Linked DNA regions of Mus musculus: regions 2, 3 and 4 are each linked to region 1. Evidence: chromatin contacts called from public HiChIP or PLAC-seq and promoter capture Hi-C data. All regions are on one chromosome and are shown on one strand. The core of a region is the stretch at or near the end of the contact, and the rest is flanking DNA. Distances in the headings are between cores, read along the strand shown. Region 1 holds the start of Myo1d (myosin ID). Region 2 holds the start of Ccl1 (chemokine (C-C motif) ligand 1). Region 3 holds the start of Ccl8 (chemokine (C-C motif) ligand 8). Region 4 holds the start of 5530401A14Rik (RIKEN cDNA 5530401A14 gene).

Evidence for each region. Promoter capture Hi-C pulls out the DNA fragments that hold promoters and counts their contacts. HiChIP or PLAC-seq counts read pairs in DNA pulled down with a chosen protein or histone mark.
Region 2: an H3K27ac HiChIP or PLAC-seq map of embryonic stem cells shows a contact between it and region 1, with 4 times the contacts expected there. The contact joins the promoter of Ccl1 here to the promoter of Myo1d in region 1. A contact is called at or near these places in 2 of 39 promoter capture datasets (the 3T3-L1 cell line and hippocampal neurons), 1 of 115 datasets of contacts at active chromatin or transcription factors (embryonic stem cells) and 1 of 9 other capture datasets (pancreatic islet).
Region 3: a promoter capture Hi-C map of stem cell-derived epiblast-like cells shows a contact between it and region 1, with 4 times the contacts expected there. The contact joins the promoter of Ccl8 here to the promoter of Myo1d in region 1. A contact is called at or near these places in 5 of 39 promoter capture datasets (the 3T3-L1 cell line, embryonic stem cells, hippocampal neurons and 1 more).
Region 4: a contact with region 1 is called in a promoter capture Hi-C map of hippocampal neurons, with 4 times the contacts expected there. The contact joins the promoter of 5530401A14Rik here to the promoter of Myo1d in region 1. A contact is called at or near these places in 3 of 39 promoter capture datasets (the HPC-7 cell line, hippocampal neurons and stem cell-derived epiblast-like cells) and 1 of 115 datasets of contacts at active chromatin or transcription factors (astrocytes).

The regions. Positions count from the first base shown.
Region 1 is chr11:80,778,356-80,782,032 of GRCm38.p6, forward strand. Myo1d (myosin ID) reads right to left here and starts at 1,670. Exons shown (of 22, transcript NM_177390.3): 1 at 1,343-1,670. The coding sequence starts at 1,437.
Region 2 is chr11:82,178,203-82,181,879 of GRCm38.p6, forward strand. Ccl1 (chemokine (C-C motif) ligand 1) reads right to left here and starts at 1,610. Exons shown (of 3, transcript NM_011329.3): 1 at 1,467-1,610. The coding sequence starts at 1,542.
Region 3 is chr11:82,113,377-82,117,053 of GRCm38.p6, forward strand. It overlaps Ccl8 (chemokine (C-C motif) ligand 8), which reads left to right and starts at 1,809. Exons shown (of 3, transcript NM_021443.3): 1 at 1,809-1,936; 2 at 2,663-2,774; 3 at 3,153-3,423. The coding sequence starts at 1,861. The coding sequence ends at 3,258.
Region 4 is chr11:81,859,034-81,862,710 of GRCm38.p6, forward strand. 5530401A14Rik (RIKEN cDNA 5530401A14 gene) reads left to right here and starts at 1,644. Exons shown (of 5, transcript NR_038010.1): 1 at 1,644-2,303. It also overlaps a transcript of Asic2 not described here.

The DNA.
Region 1 (3,677 bases), core at 420-2,919:
AGCCTGACGCAGAACAGATGAGGGCTGATGATGCAGCCCTGTTTGTTAGTTGATAGCGTGATTGCCTAATGCGCCAAGCCCTGGGTTTGATGCCTAGCACTACAGAAATCAAGTGCAGCAGTGCATACCTGTACTCCCAGCAGGAAGTAAAGGTAGGTGGAGCAAAAGTTCAAGTTCACCCTAGCCATATTGCAGAACAGAACATATGAAATTATTTGTTTTGTTAATTTAAAAATTAAAACAGGTTTTTTTAAAAATTACAGAATTGTAGTTGACAGTAAAATTGAGGTAAATATCCAAACCTAATTATGATTTTCAGGTTTAAGTTTAAAAAGTGATATTTGGCTATAAAGTTTACAAGTAACAGACAGAGCAAAGCTTCCGGGAAAACACAAACAAACAAATAAACAAGTAAGCACACGCTTCAAGCTGAAACTCCGTTTCAGTTTTTTTTTAAAGTCAAAACACTTTAATACTCAGATTACATATTACTGTTTGAAAATGAAATAATTACGTATAGAAGACTTTCTAAAATAAGTTCCTCTTGGAAGCCCATTTTGGGGCATTGTGTTGTAACTAAATTCTCAAAGATGTCAGTAACACAAAGGCTCCATCCATACATAACTCCTTGAAAAAACTGAAACCATGGACGCCTTGTCAAATTCAGACAGTTTATCTTGGCACTGGCAAGTACAGCAGTCTCTTCGATGTCTGGAAACGGGTCTAATTACGTCGAATGAGTAACTAAAAAATAGCCCGTGTCCCGGAACAGACAGCTTAGGGTTCACTCCATAGCATCCTGAATGGTAGGATGGAACCACGCCAGAAAGAAAGAAAAGAGAAAAAAAAAAGAAGAAGAAGAAGAGGAAGGAAAGAAACGAGAAAAGAAAATCGAGCGTGAAAGCAGGAGATAGATGCCAGGCTCTTTTAAAACAACCTTCCAGTTTTCCTGGGGCTGCCAGGGCCATCACGCCGCTCCTAAGTTTTTCTTTTCCCTTACTTTTGTTCCATTAAGTCACCCGGTCCCGCCCACATCATTTACCTGGCTCAGGGCGGGCTGGTGCACCCCTAAGCGACCTCAAGCCCAGCATGCCCCTAATCAAGACACCACACAGGGACGACCCCAGACCCCTAAAGTGCAGTCCTAGACCTCATCACACCCTGGAGTCCCAAGGCCGCACCAAGGAAGAGTCCTCTCTCTGGGAGGCGTGACCACCCAGCGCCGCGGACCCCCTGTCACCCCGCCGCACTCACTCGCGGGAGCTGCTCGCCCCGGTCACCCCGAATCCTCAGCAGCGCCCCCTCTCGGGAAACCCCGGCATGGCTGTCGAGACGCGCTCACCTGAGCCTAAGGTTGGCCATGAACTCGGGCATGGAGACGGTGTCCATCAGCACGAAGTCCGCCTTGCCGAACTCAAGGCTCTCCTGCTCCGCCATGGCGCCGGCTCAGGTGGGAGCGCTCGGGTTGGGGCGGGGGTGCTCGGCACCTTTGGGCGGGGTCGGGCCGGAGAGAGAGAGAGAGCGAGAGAGACGGCCGCCACTCCTCAGAGCTCCAGCCGGCGCGGCTCTGAACGGGCGAGGCCGGCGGCTTCCGCTCCTCCCGCGGTGGCTGCGGGTTGTGTGGGGGCCGTGGTGGCGAGACGGAGACGGCGGCGGCTGGTCCCGCCTCTAGCCTGGGTCCCGCTGGGCCCCGCCCCGCCCCGCCCCGGCCGCTCGGGCTCCGCCCCGCCGATGAGCCCGCCCAACCCCGGCCCAGCCGCCTCCTCACCTGGGCGGCGCGCACGCGTGGGGCGGGGACGCGCTCTGGGCCAGCCGCGGCGGCTAAGCGGCAGCGCCCCCTAAAGACAGGCACGGGCATCTAGCGTGGCGGGGAGCCGTGTGGACCTGACTCTGGGTAGAATAGGCCTTGTTGCCTTCTTCAACCCCTGCCTAGTAGATGCCAACAAACTTACAAATTTACAAACTTATAACTTGAGCGGCTTTGGCGCGAATTATCCATTATGATTCCCTCACATTCTTCTGTGCTCATGTGCCATCCATCCTTGAAATGGTGGCTGAATAGTTATGGCAATGGTAGAGAATACTTCCAGGTCACCGAAATGTTTAGAGCTGTTCTAAGTGCTTTAGCAAACTTAAGTAACTTGTCACACTGCTAGGAAGTGGAGGAGCTGCGACTTCGTGGAGGTCATCTGATTTACGAACCCCAGCATTCAGCCACATGGCTTACTCTTCATTTCCAGTGGTCCATTTTTTTCCACTCATGTGAGCATGTCATCAGACTAGTACCTTATACTAGTAATTTTTTAAAAAATGTATGAATCATCTCCTCGGGATGATTGCAGCTTCTAGCATAGAGGACCATGTCCTAAACTTTTTTTTTATATCCCCCACCTCCACTCTCTACACATTCCAAGAAGCTTATAGTAGTAGTTTGTATTATAAATAAGAAATCCATGAAATTAGTTCCATAGATTGTAATGAGTTATGATCTCCAATTTCAAGACACACTGGGTGTTCTTAAAATGGTTTTTGTTGGGGGGAGGGGTGTTGCTGGAGAGATGGCTCAGTGGCTAAAAGCACTTGCTGTTCTTACAGAGGACCAGAGTTAATTTCCCAGCATCCACAACAATAGCTTTGCCTGTAACTCCAGTTCAAGGAGATGAGACACCCTCTTCATACCTCTGAGGGTACCAGGCAGGAACATATATACATGCAGGGACTCACACAGTCACATAAAATAAAGGTGAATAAATATTTTTTTTTTAAACTTTTCTTTCAGGGGCTGGTGAGATGGCTCAGCGGGTAAGAGCACTGACTACTCTTCCCAAGGTCCTGAGTTCAAATCCCAGCAACAACGTGGTGGCTCACAACCACCCATAATGAGATCTGACACCCTCTTCTGGTGCATCTGAAATCAGCTATAGTGTACTTATGAATAATAATGAATGAATCTTTGGGCTGGAGAGAGCAGGGACTGAGCAAGTGAGGCCTACCAGAGTGAGCAGTGTTGACTGGAGCGAGCAGAAGTCCTAAAAATTCAATTCCCAACAACCACATGAAGGTTCACAACCATCTGTACAGCTACAGTGTACTCACATACATAAAATAAATAAATAAATTTTTTTTTAAAAAACTTTTTTTCCAAATATAGACTATATTTTCCTGATGGATATACATTGTAAGGGGCATTGTCTAGTACCTGCACATATTTGGGCCTGTGTCTGTTAGGACCATGTTCTGTGCAGAATCTATTAGGAAATCAAGAGCATCCAAGCCCTGGCTGGACTTCAGCTCTGTGGCTGAATTTGAGATGAGTAAACTAGGCTGAAGGACCTTGGCATGTTTTAGCTGCCAACAAGCCACACTTGCCAAGAGAGGGGACAGCACCCTGATCGCTTTCCTGCAGCACCTCTGCCTTCAGAAAGCCACCCTGATCCTTGGCACGGCACAGCAGGTTGGCCTGCAGTTTGGCTCCTGTGTGTAGCTTTCTTTCTGAGGAGGATTCTTGGATTTCATGGTGATTGTTTGTAGAGAAAGAACTCTGGGATAGATACTTCCAAGATAGGACTGTCCTATGCCTGTGTCATTTGTGAGAGCAGACTGGTGGCTAAGAAGACGCTTATATAAACTGGTTCTGCATTCCTACACTCTTCTGATCAGTGTATCTCCATGTAGGC
Region 2 (3,677 bases), core at 360-2,859, 1.4 Mb after region 1:
AGCAAAACCAGCCAAGTCCTTCCTAGGACAGACTCAAGCATGGAGACCACATCCCGAGGGCTGCAGTGCAGCTCTGTCTCAGCAGCAACACATTTCTAGGATGGAGACAACAATCATAAGACTGGGGAGGGGCGTCAGATGTGAGCACCCTACAAACCAGCAGGTGGTGGGGACAGAAACCACAAGCCTGCCTGAGCCATGGCTCAGCACACACTCCTGCACATACGGTGAGACTCTTCCTACCACATATACAAACCCCTTCAGTCCCAGTCTCCCAGCACAAGTGCGTGGCTCTGTGTACTGTGCTAGTACTTAAGCTCGGGGCTCTGGCCTCACATCCTAGAGGACCTGTTATCCCATCGCATGCAGGACATTGTAGTTCTTGGTTCACAGACATGGGGCTGGGTGAGGAACTCCACAAGGGCTCAGAAGGAAAAGGGGGTATTCCCAAAAAGTGGCTGGTCCACTCGCCCACACAATCTTCCACATTCCCATCCTTGGCCCTCCCCTCTTTCAGGGACCAGTAACCCCCAGTCTGCTGATTTGTACGCTCTCCTCCCACATCCCACCTTCAACATCCCTGTGTTCTAACCCTGGATCCTTCCTGTCTCGCTGTTCACAGAAACTTGCAGGTCCCCTGACCTCAGGTTGGTATTTTCCGAACAATCTAGAACATGGATTCCAGTTTATCCATACAGAAAACATCTTTAAGAGATATAATAGTTATCTGGCTGTTCACTCCTGTGGTCCTTCCTTCAGCCCCTGCCTGTCATCTGTCACACTGGAAATCAGTCTTAGTCCCTCCTCTGGACTTCAGGGATCCTAATTTGTTTTAAACAACCCCATAGGCCCTTCCAGTTGTCTGTAGGGTGAGGATCAAAATTATCTTCCACACACTAAAGCCACTTCATCTAGAAGGAGGAGGATGAAGAGGAGGAGGAGGAGGAGGAGGAGGAGAAAGGAGAAAGGAGAAAGGAGAAAGGAGAAGGGAGAAGGGAGAAGGGAGAAAGGAGGATGAGGAGGAAGAGAAAGGAGAAGGGAGAAAGGAGGAGAAGGAGAAGGAGAAGGAGAAGGAGAAGGAGAAGGAGAAGGAGAAGGAGAAGGAGAAGGAGAAGGAGAAGGAGAAGGAGAAGGAGAAGCTCCTCCCAGAACAGGGCCAGTCTTGGAACCCCATCAAGAGGATGCTGGCCCAGGTCTGTCTCTGCAGCCACCTAGTTCTAGGATTAGCAAAAGAATCAGAGGAATGGGTTTCAGGTCTGAGCTCCCCACCACGAAGTAGATGTGTGCTCCCAGTCCATAACCTTCCTCCACGCCCAGCGTCCCTATCCCATTACTGCCCGCCATTCATCTCCAGATAGGGACAGAAATGAAGCCAATGATGTCTAGGTAAGCTCTGTTCCCAGCCCAGAGTGCCTGCCTATACATCTCCCCTCCCTGGGCCCAAGCACTAGGACCCCATTACTCACTGCTCTTGCTGTCAACATCCTGTATCCACACGGCAGCCAGCAGCAGGCACATCAGTGCCATGGCAGTGGGTTTCATGGTGATAAGTTTCTGTCTCAAGCCTCTCTAGAGCAACCGCCGAATGTCTGGTGGAGCCAAGAACTCTCTCCTGCCTCACCCTGTACTGAGCTTTTATCAGAAGGCCCGGGGTGCTTTCCCAGACCATGGAGAAGAGGTGGGAGTCCCAGGGAAAAGGAACTCATACCCAATGGCCACATGGAAAACTCCTTTTCTCACCTCTCCTGGGAGGAGGGGGGCGTATTCGAGGTATGTTTGGGTGCCTAGTGGCCTTGGGAACTTCCCCAAGTGCAGAAGCAGATACCAATCTTTACGTTCTTGACAAAATACGTGGGAGCTGTCCTGGCTGAGTGGAAAGTCAAAAAAGGTGAGAGAGAGAGAGGAAGTGGCCCGTACACAGCTTGTCTAACCCACATCATTCCATTCAAAGCAGCTACAGGCCTTGGAGAAGGACAGAGCAGAGAAGGTACAATCTGCATCAAATGGAGCTTGTGTCTGGGTTCTGGCTCTGCCAATCAGCCATTGCACAAACTTCTCTAAGCTGCACATCCCTACAAAATGGAACTAGTAACACATCTCAAATCCGGGTGGTAAGAATGAAATGCAGAGCTGGGGAGATGGCTCAGTCAGCAAAGTACCTGCTACACAAGTGTGAGGACCAGAGTTTGATTCCCAGAACCCGCATACAGAGCAGGGGTAGTGGAATGATCTTGTAACCCCAGAGCTGGAGAGGCTGACCGGCTGATCCCTGGAGCTGCCTGGTTTGCCCGCTGAGCCTAGTTGGAGACCTCCAGGCCAGGGAGAGAACTTATCTCAAAAAGCAAAGTCGTTCACATGCACATAGACACATGTATGCACACCTACATACATGTACACACACACACACACACACATACACACACATACCACAGGTTGATCCTGTCTGTCTAACGTTTGGCCAACACATTTGCTATTAGTTTTATTTCTTTGTTCCCCAGCCCTTTCACAGCTTACTCTGATCCAGACCCTTGCTTGGTTACCCTTGGGACAATTGCCAATGGGGGCAAAGCCTGACCTGAGCCATCTTGCTTCAACCTATAGACAAGCCATGGAGAGCCATCCAACACAACAACGGCTCATTCAAGACAGATCTGTCATGTGGGGGGCACAGGAGAATGTTGGGGACACCCAGGGACTTCAGAGGACCCTTTCCAGACAGTGTTCTATAAGTACCATGTCCTGCAGGCTGCTGTGAAGACAGCACGTCAGGCAGGGGAAGGAGTCTGGAAAAGCCAAGTACAGAGGAACACCCTTCACTCAGCATCATGGAGAAAGCTAGAGCATGGGATGTAGATGCAGATGGGGTTGTGCAGCCAGATAAAAACAGTATATGCAGTGGGCAGTACTTGGGATAAGCAGCTCATAGGAGGCCCTCAAGAAAAAGCAGCTAAGCTTTCTGGCATTGGCATCATGGGGCCTATACACAGTGGGTTGGCTATGCTAACCTATGTTGACCTTAGCCTGTGCAACTGAAAAACCTTCAGTGTTTGTTGCCAACTGAGTGTAACTACTAGATAGTTAGAACTCTTCCCAAATAGTCAAGCTTCAGTCATCCATTTTGCTCTCCTATATCCACCATCTCATCCTTACTGTAACATCGACCTGACCACCTTCCCAGCCAACTCCCTCTGTGCCCAATCTGCTCATTTCAAACACCCTTCCTCCAATAAAAGTCATTTGCCAACCCCTGCGGGCAAATCTCAGCCTCCTTTAAGCCCCTGTGCCTGGATGGCAATCGGAAGTCCTTGTCTTCCCGCATCTCTCCACTGAGGCTCGCTCCGTGCTACCGTGGCATGTCTGAGCTGAATGAGCTTTTCAAGACCTTTGGCAGTGATGACTCTTGGCACTCCTGAGGGAGCTTTGTCGAAACTGGGAATATCTTGGCTCCATTTCAGAGTCAGAATCAAAACTCAAGTGCCTGTACTTGTGAGGAGAAAACTCCAGGCAATTGTCAAAGCACCAAGAGATAAAATCTCCACAGTATGGAGGGTGGGAGGGTGACTTTCACGAGGAGGGAAGTCTTGGGCTTGATGCTATATTGAGAATGGGGGTGGCATAGGAGGCAGAGACTCGAGCCCTGGGTATCTAAGAATAAGATCAGCTCATGATCTTTACAC
Region 3 (3,677 bases), core at 559-3,058, 1.3 Mb after region 1:
TCATTTAATACTAAAGGTGATAAACACTTTGGTTCAAACATTTCACCTCAAACTTGTACCAACTCCTGCTGCCTTTGTGGCCTGCAGAAATGCTGACTCGTGTTCTTCTTCACTTACGACGACAGTTGGGTATTGTAAGTGCCTAAGCTTGAGTCCAACAACATTCCCAATTCTCCGTTTCAATGTTTCTTAAATCATTTCTTTTCATGTTTAGATATTTTGAAAACTGTCTTAGGCATTTGAAATTCTCTTTAATATTTTCTAAGTGACAAACAGTGTGATAAATCATGTCTGCAGGGAAGGTTCAAATTAGTAAGCCATGCCCTTAGTCCATCATGCTTTCTTATGTCTGTTTGCCTTCTCACACTTCAAACCTTGTCTGAAACAAGTCTTCATTTCGGAAAAAGACTCTGTAGACACAGGGAAAATAATCACTTGGATTAAGGAGTGTGATGACTCATGACATACTGAGGAGTTTGGCCTTGCTTGCTTTGGTTTCTTTGGGTTGTTTTTGTTGTTGTTGGGGTTTTTTGTGTTTGTTTGTTTGTTTGTTTGTTTGTTTGTTTTAGGTCATGGTGTCTTCTTGCTTGTTATAACTTTAGATATAATGTACTACTGTGTGTTGCATTTAAATGTTGTAGCTGACAGAGGTCAAAACCCAGAAAAATCATAAAATATTAGCCATTAGCTCATGGTGGCTTAATAGATTGGATATAATTCAGAGATTTAATTCTGAGTGGCTTTACTAACTATATCCCTCACTTGAGGATGTTCTTCCTGCCTACTAGTCAGGAATCTTTGCTTACACTGACGAGGAATGAGACTGAGCATAACACTATTTGGCCTCCAAACACATTGAACAGGATGCTTGGCCAACAGAGTTATTGTGATTGAAGTTCCCAGACAAAAGTCATACATACATTAAGGATTCTGCAAGAAAACAGCTCTGTGATGTAGAGAGCTATGCTCCTGCAGGATGCCACCCGCTGCAGGATCCCTGCCCCTCCAGAATCCACACGTGGTGCCCAGTTCTCCAGGACTTTCAGGCTAGGCCAGACATAGTAGAGAAACTCTGTTATTACAGCATTTTTCAGACTGATATGGGAGAATTATACAACAAGGACGGCCTGGGGACAAAGTAAATTTGGAAGAGCCAGATCTACTTAATCCTCATCTAGAATACTAACTACAAAAGAAGGGCTGAGGTATAGCTGCCATTTAGTAGTAGAATACTTACTTGGCTGTCATGTGCAAGGTTCTGGCTAACATGTAAAATTCCTAGTAATAGAAGAAAAAGGAAGAGGAGACGGAAGAGAAGGAGACTTGAGTCTATCATGTTTTCAGGGTTCTTTGGAGCCCATCTGGGTTTTGAAAAACCCACCTGCCTTAGGGTTGCAAAAGCCTAGTGTAAAAGGGACCAGACTTAGGCCTTTCTCTGGTCTCCTAGCACCCTCCAAAAGGAAGCATCTAACCTCTCTTTACTCCATGGTAACCTTGGTTTCTAGTCTTTCTTCTATACAGATGTTTTTCATTTCTATGTTTCAGAATCCCTGATCCAGTGGGACTGCTTCCTCCATGCTGCTGGTTTCAGATGCTTGCCCTTCAAAGTTTCTGTCTCATAGTCTAAGTTAGCCAAAGATTTTAGCATCTTATTCTTGCTGAGCTGCCTTCCAGCTGCCGGGAAATCATCTCATGATCTGATGACTATTCAGCATAACAAAGATCTTGCTTTCATTTCCCATTAGGCACAACTCTATCTGCAGATTCCCTGCTCCCTATAAAAGGCAGATTAGAGCCTCCAGACTAGCAGAGTTAGATTGAGAGGACGCTAGCCTTCACTCCAAAATCTTTGCCTTCAACATGAAGATCTACGCAGTGCTTCTTTGCCTGCTGCTCATAGCTGTCCCTGTCAGCCCAGAGAAGCTGACTGGGCCAGGTAAGGTATCTCCTTTCCTAAGGGAAATGGTTTAGCAGGCACTAACATCTGAGCACAAGGCATCCCAGAGCTGCTGTATGATCTGCAATTTTAAGATGGACAGACTGAGAGTATGGAAGAAGTTAGCCAAAAGCCAGTGTGTCAAAGCTAGGCAGAACCAGCAGTGAGTGTTTAGAGCACTGAGGCCAGGCCCTGTGATGTCTCATGACATCAGCCCTGGGACACGATGCTGCATGCAGCCACTACCGATACTGCCCTCTCCTTGTTTGAGGAGATGGCCCAGAAGTGGCTGTGGTGAGAAGGACATCACAAGCAATAGGGGAGTGATAGGGATGATGTCTTGAAGAAGTGCTTTGGGATCTTGATCCAGAGTGGCTTCCAGAACCATATGTGGATATTTGTACACTGAGGGGCTTCCTAGATTAAAAAATAAAATAGGTTGATTCTAAGCCCACAGCAGCAAGGTGATGGACAGCGAGTTCTTGGGACTTACTTTCCTGTGTCAGAAGTATGGGATCAGTCAAAGAGATCTCATGATAAACAGTCATCAGTGAGGAATCCTGTGGTTCAACAGAGGACACTGACTCCTAAGACATATTCTGTCACTAGACCCTAGATACAAAACTTGGGAACAGTGACTCCTAGGTGCAGCCCAACCCTCATCTTCCCTTATGAGAGGACTCTGAGATGTCCCCTAACCCTCTTTCTTTACAAAATGGCTTCCAGATAAGGCTCCAGTCACCTGCTGCTTTCATGTACTAAAGCTGAAGATCCCCCTTCGGGTGCTGAAAAGCTACGAGAGAATCAACAATATCCAGTGCCCCATGGAAGCTGTGGTGTAAGTGATTCCTGCCCAGAAAACCCAGTCAGAGTCAAGGGAGAGTGGTCAGGACACACAGATGAGTGAGTCAAACAAATACAGCCTCTTATCTGGACCACGCCTTACCCACATAGGGAGACTGACTGGAAGAGAAGAAATCTGTAATTTTCCAGGAGCTCAGAGGGATTTTCCCCAGTTCCTTTCCACAATAGATGAGAAAGCTTCAAGTAGGGCAGCAAGATCAGGGCTTCCTCCTCAGGGTTCTCCCTTCCACCCCTTCCTCATCCTCCCCTCCTGCCAAGCAGCTCCTTCACCTCTGGAGCAAGAGTGAATGGGGTCTGTCGAGCTGTGGGCCATGCTCTGAGCACTATTTCTGAACCTTCCATCTCTCCACAGTTTCCAGACCAAGCAGGGTATGTCTCTCTGTGTAGACCCCACACAGAAGTGGGTCAGTGAGTACATGGAGATCCTTGACCAGAAGTCTCAAATTCTGCAGCCTTGAACCTTCACACCTGAGTTAAGAGACAGCCAAAGCTGGAAGTTCTCCCCTAATCTTCTCCAGGCAGAGAGATGTTACAAGCAGATGGTGCCTGGGCTGCGTGTTTTCTCATCCTTGTCTGTTATATGAACAACTGAAATAAAAGCTTACACTGATTTGCAAATGTAACATGGGCATTTTTATTCAAAGTGAAGTGATGGGAAGTTATGATCAATCTCAGAGAGCAGCAGGCCAAATGAGGGGAGGTGTTCAAGGGTTCCTGTGTATTATTTGGGTTTCATTTTATGGGGTTCAAGTGAAGGAAGAGCCTTGTTACTAGAGATGGAGTGGGTGGTTCTCTACTGGTTGAGAGGCTTCAATTACATTAAACCATTGTTCATTGCTCATATCTGTTCCCATAACGCATCGGCTTTTTAGCATAG
Region 4 (3,677 bases), core at 394-2,893, 1.1 Mb after region 1:
GGGCTAATTAATAACCGCTCATTAAATATGTCTTCTCACATTCTTCCTCAATAGTTTTCTTTGTCTTGCTGCTGTGATAAAAATACTTTTGAGCAAAAGAAAATTAGTGGAGGGAATGATCTATGTGGTTTACACTTCCAGGTCACAGTTCGTAATTATGGGACACAAGGGCAGGAACTCAAGCAGTATCTTAAAGCAGAAACCAGGGAGGAACACAGCTTGGTGGCTCGTGCATGCTCCTGCTTACCTAGCTTTGTTATACAACCCAGGACCACGTGCCTAGGAAATGGTGCCACCCACAGTGGGCAGGGCACTACTATTAATGAACAACCATAACAATCCCCTTACAGACAAGCACACAGGCCAATTTGAACTAGGCAATGCATCAACTGAGGGTTTTTCCTCAGGCAAATCTAGACTGTGTCATGTTGACTGTTAAAGGTCACTTCTCATAGTTCCTCTGAAACCTGTCTGTCCTTGTCTCCACTTAAGTCCTCAATGCAAGCTCACCTCTCGGACATTTCCCTTCTTCCCCAACTCCTTATCATTCTGCTTCCACTGTTTTCTTTCCTAAGGTATTCTTGACTCTTGGAATATAATTCCCTCCTTCCTTCCTCCTTCCATCTCTCTCTTCTTCCTCCCTTCCTGTTCATCATAGTTTTATTCAAAAGCTCACACACAGACCTGGCAGGCATGGCTGTGACTTATGTTTCCTCTCCAAACTTCAGGTCTTATTAATGTCTCAGAAGGATCCAGCCACGTGGCCTCTCAGGAGAACAAGGTTAAGTGCCATATAAAAGAAGCCTCATGGTGCATTTAGCTCCCCCACCCTTTCCCTTTCTTCTGCCTTCCAACATGGGAGAACACAGAGTGGCCTTCCCTAGCCAGAATTTACAGCCTGAAGACACCACCCCAGAATCAGAGAGTAGCCCTTACAAGACAGTGGGGCCTTCCAGGCCTTCCACCTTGGCTGTCCCAGCCTTCCAACCTCAGAACCATGAAGAGATATATTTCTGATGTTGGTAAACTATTCCATCTCTGGTATCTTCTTAGAGCAGCATACAAACTGAAACAGGCCCCAAAGACAAGCTCTTTAGCAGTTCAACATGAGCAGGTGAGGCTAGGGTGGGCACAAGGTTTAAAACAAGTCAATCAATATGTAATGTTTTATCCCTGTGATATAGAGATGTTATCTCACTCACCTGCCCTCAAAGCTCACGAGGCAGCCATTTCCTATTCCACAGACTACAACTGGATTTGAACCCAGGTTTGCCTCACCCTTAAATACTAGGTCAGCCCTTTCTGGGGTTTAAAAAGGAGCTCCAGAGACCATGGGCTGTACATGGGAAGGCATGAGGTAATCCAGTAAGCCTGGGCTGTCCAGTGTCTGGAGCTGCTTCTGTGACTCCCCAAGGAGCCTACTACAGTCTCTGCTCGCAGAAACAGCACCTAGCCCCTCCTGTTCCCAGCTTTGGCTGTTACCCTCCGCAGTTAGCAATTAATGAGGCAGAAAGGGTTAATTCTAGATTCCCTCCTGCATGCACAGATGGATTCCTAAGAATTCCCTCTCTGCCCCACCCCCCAATTAAAAGGGCTGAGCTTTGCCCCTTCTGTCTCTTTCTCTTAGGCAGAAGAGGCAGCACAGGGCTTGTGCAGCCTAGTTACTGTCAGTGACATTAGCAACTTTGGGCTGTTTGCTTTCCCTTTGCTTGCCTCCTGGCACTGAAACCTCATTAGGGCTCTGACAGAAAAGAGCTCATCAGTTGCCAGGAAGGCTACTCTGGGCTTCCACTGCCTGTTGCCTAGCAGGCTGACTGAGTATGTACACTGACCCCAGGTCTCCACTGGAAGCCAGCATCATCAAAGCTGATGTAATGTGAGCCAGAAGCCCTCAGCACCCCCTGGGTGTTCTTCCATCTTGCATGAGCCACCCGGAAAGAACAGCAGCTTGCTTGGGTTCTGTTTGAGGGTCTACTGGCAAAGGCACAGAGCCAATGAGGCTGGGGAAAGGTGGGGTGTTTAACCTACATAGGAAAAGCTTTTTCCTCAAGTACTGCAGTGCATTTCCTTTGCTTGATGAGTGGCAAGCAGGTCAAATGGGATGTCCCCCAGGCATCCAGTGGGCAGCACTTTGTTTTTACTCCAGTGAACTCTGCAGTCACATGGAAGAGGCTGCATAGCTCCAAAGAAGGACCTCTTATGCTTGACGAGGGTGTAGCCCCAGTTCCTAGGCCCTGTTCTACTCTGAATGGATCTAGGCCAGTGCAGAGCTGTCTTGGGACCTACAAGTCTTCATCAAGGAGGTAGGAAAATGGGTAGATGATTTCTGAGTTAAGTTGCTGCCCTGGAAACACACTTGAAAAATTTCGTAACTTTGCTTTATGTGTGTGTGTGTGTGTGTGTGTGTGTGTGTGTGTGTGTGTGTGTGTGTAAGCCAGGTGAAGATATCAAGTGGCCCAATCTATCATTCTTACTCCCTCTCTACCCATAATCCCTTGGGATAGGAGCTCTCACTGAACCCAGAGCTAGCTGGCAACCAGCAAGCCCAAGCCAGTCTCCTGACCCTGTCCCCAGAACCCCAGTACTTAGGGTTATAGAGGTATATGATCATGCCCATTTTTTTGGATTTTTTTTTGTTTTTAAACATGGGCACTGGGAATTAGAACTCAGATGCTCATGTCTGCACAGCAAGCTTTTAGGGCTAGGCCACTGGTCCTTCATCTTCTTCTCCCCAACAGCCCAGAGGCTCCTAAGAATCAGATGAATCCCATGAGCATTTACAGAGCACTCACCATGTCAGAGATCTGGGCATCAGGAAGTGCTACCTCCCCCTCCCCACATACACACCAATGTCAACCTCCCTAGATAGCCTTGTCGCCCCAATCAAGGCCTTTGCTCACATAAATGCCCACAAGTATGGGAATGCCCTGAGCCATTCTCACCTACAGCCTTGATGATAAGCTCTTCTTGGTTTGGATGGGTCCAGAGCACCCTCCATTCTGAACTTCTTATAGGAAAATGCCTTTTCTTTCAATAATCTTTATTTCCCACCATTAACTGTAATCAGACAGGATGAAGCTGATACAGTGGGAGACCCAGTTGAATCTGAGTGAGGAATCTGGCTTGCTTATTCTTTAGTTCTAGCTTCAGGCCAATCGCTTACCCTCTCTGAGTCTTGCTTTTCTTATGAATAGCATAGGGATAAAATTCTGCCTTCTGGCTGGGAAGATGACTCAGTCTTATATGCAAACATGAGGATCTGAGTTCAGATCCCCAACACTGATGCTAGAAGCCAGGTATAGCATATGGCATATGTCCCCAAGTGACCCTCTGCATTACTGTAAATTCCAGTAATGGAAAGGTGAAGACGGGGGATACCTGGAGCTCATTGGCTGACCAGCCTAGCACAATGGTGGGGTTCTAGGTCTATTGAGAGACCATGTCTCAAAATGTAAGGGGAAGGGGGGTAGGTACTTAACAAAACCATTCTATGTTAATCTCTAGTCTCCTCATGCATGTGCATATCAGCACACACATGGGCACACACACACACACACACACACAAATCTTGCCCCAATGTGTCACCAAAATGCTACTGAGGATCAAGTGAGATTACATATCTGAAGAGTATAAAACTAGAAAGGCTGTAAAATGCTGATGCTATACTTATAAGAATC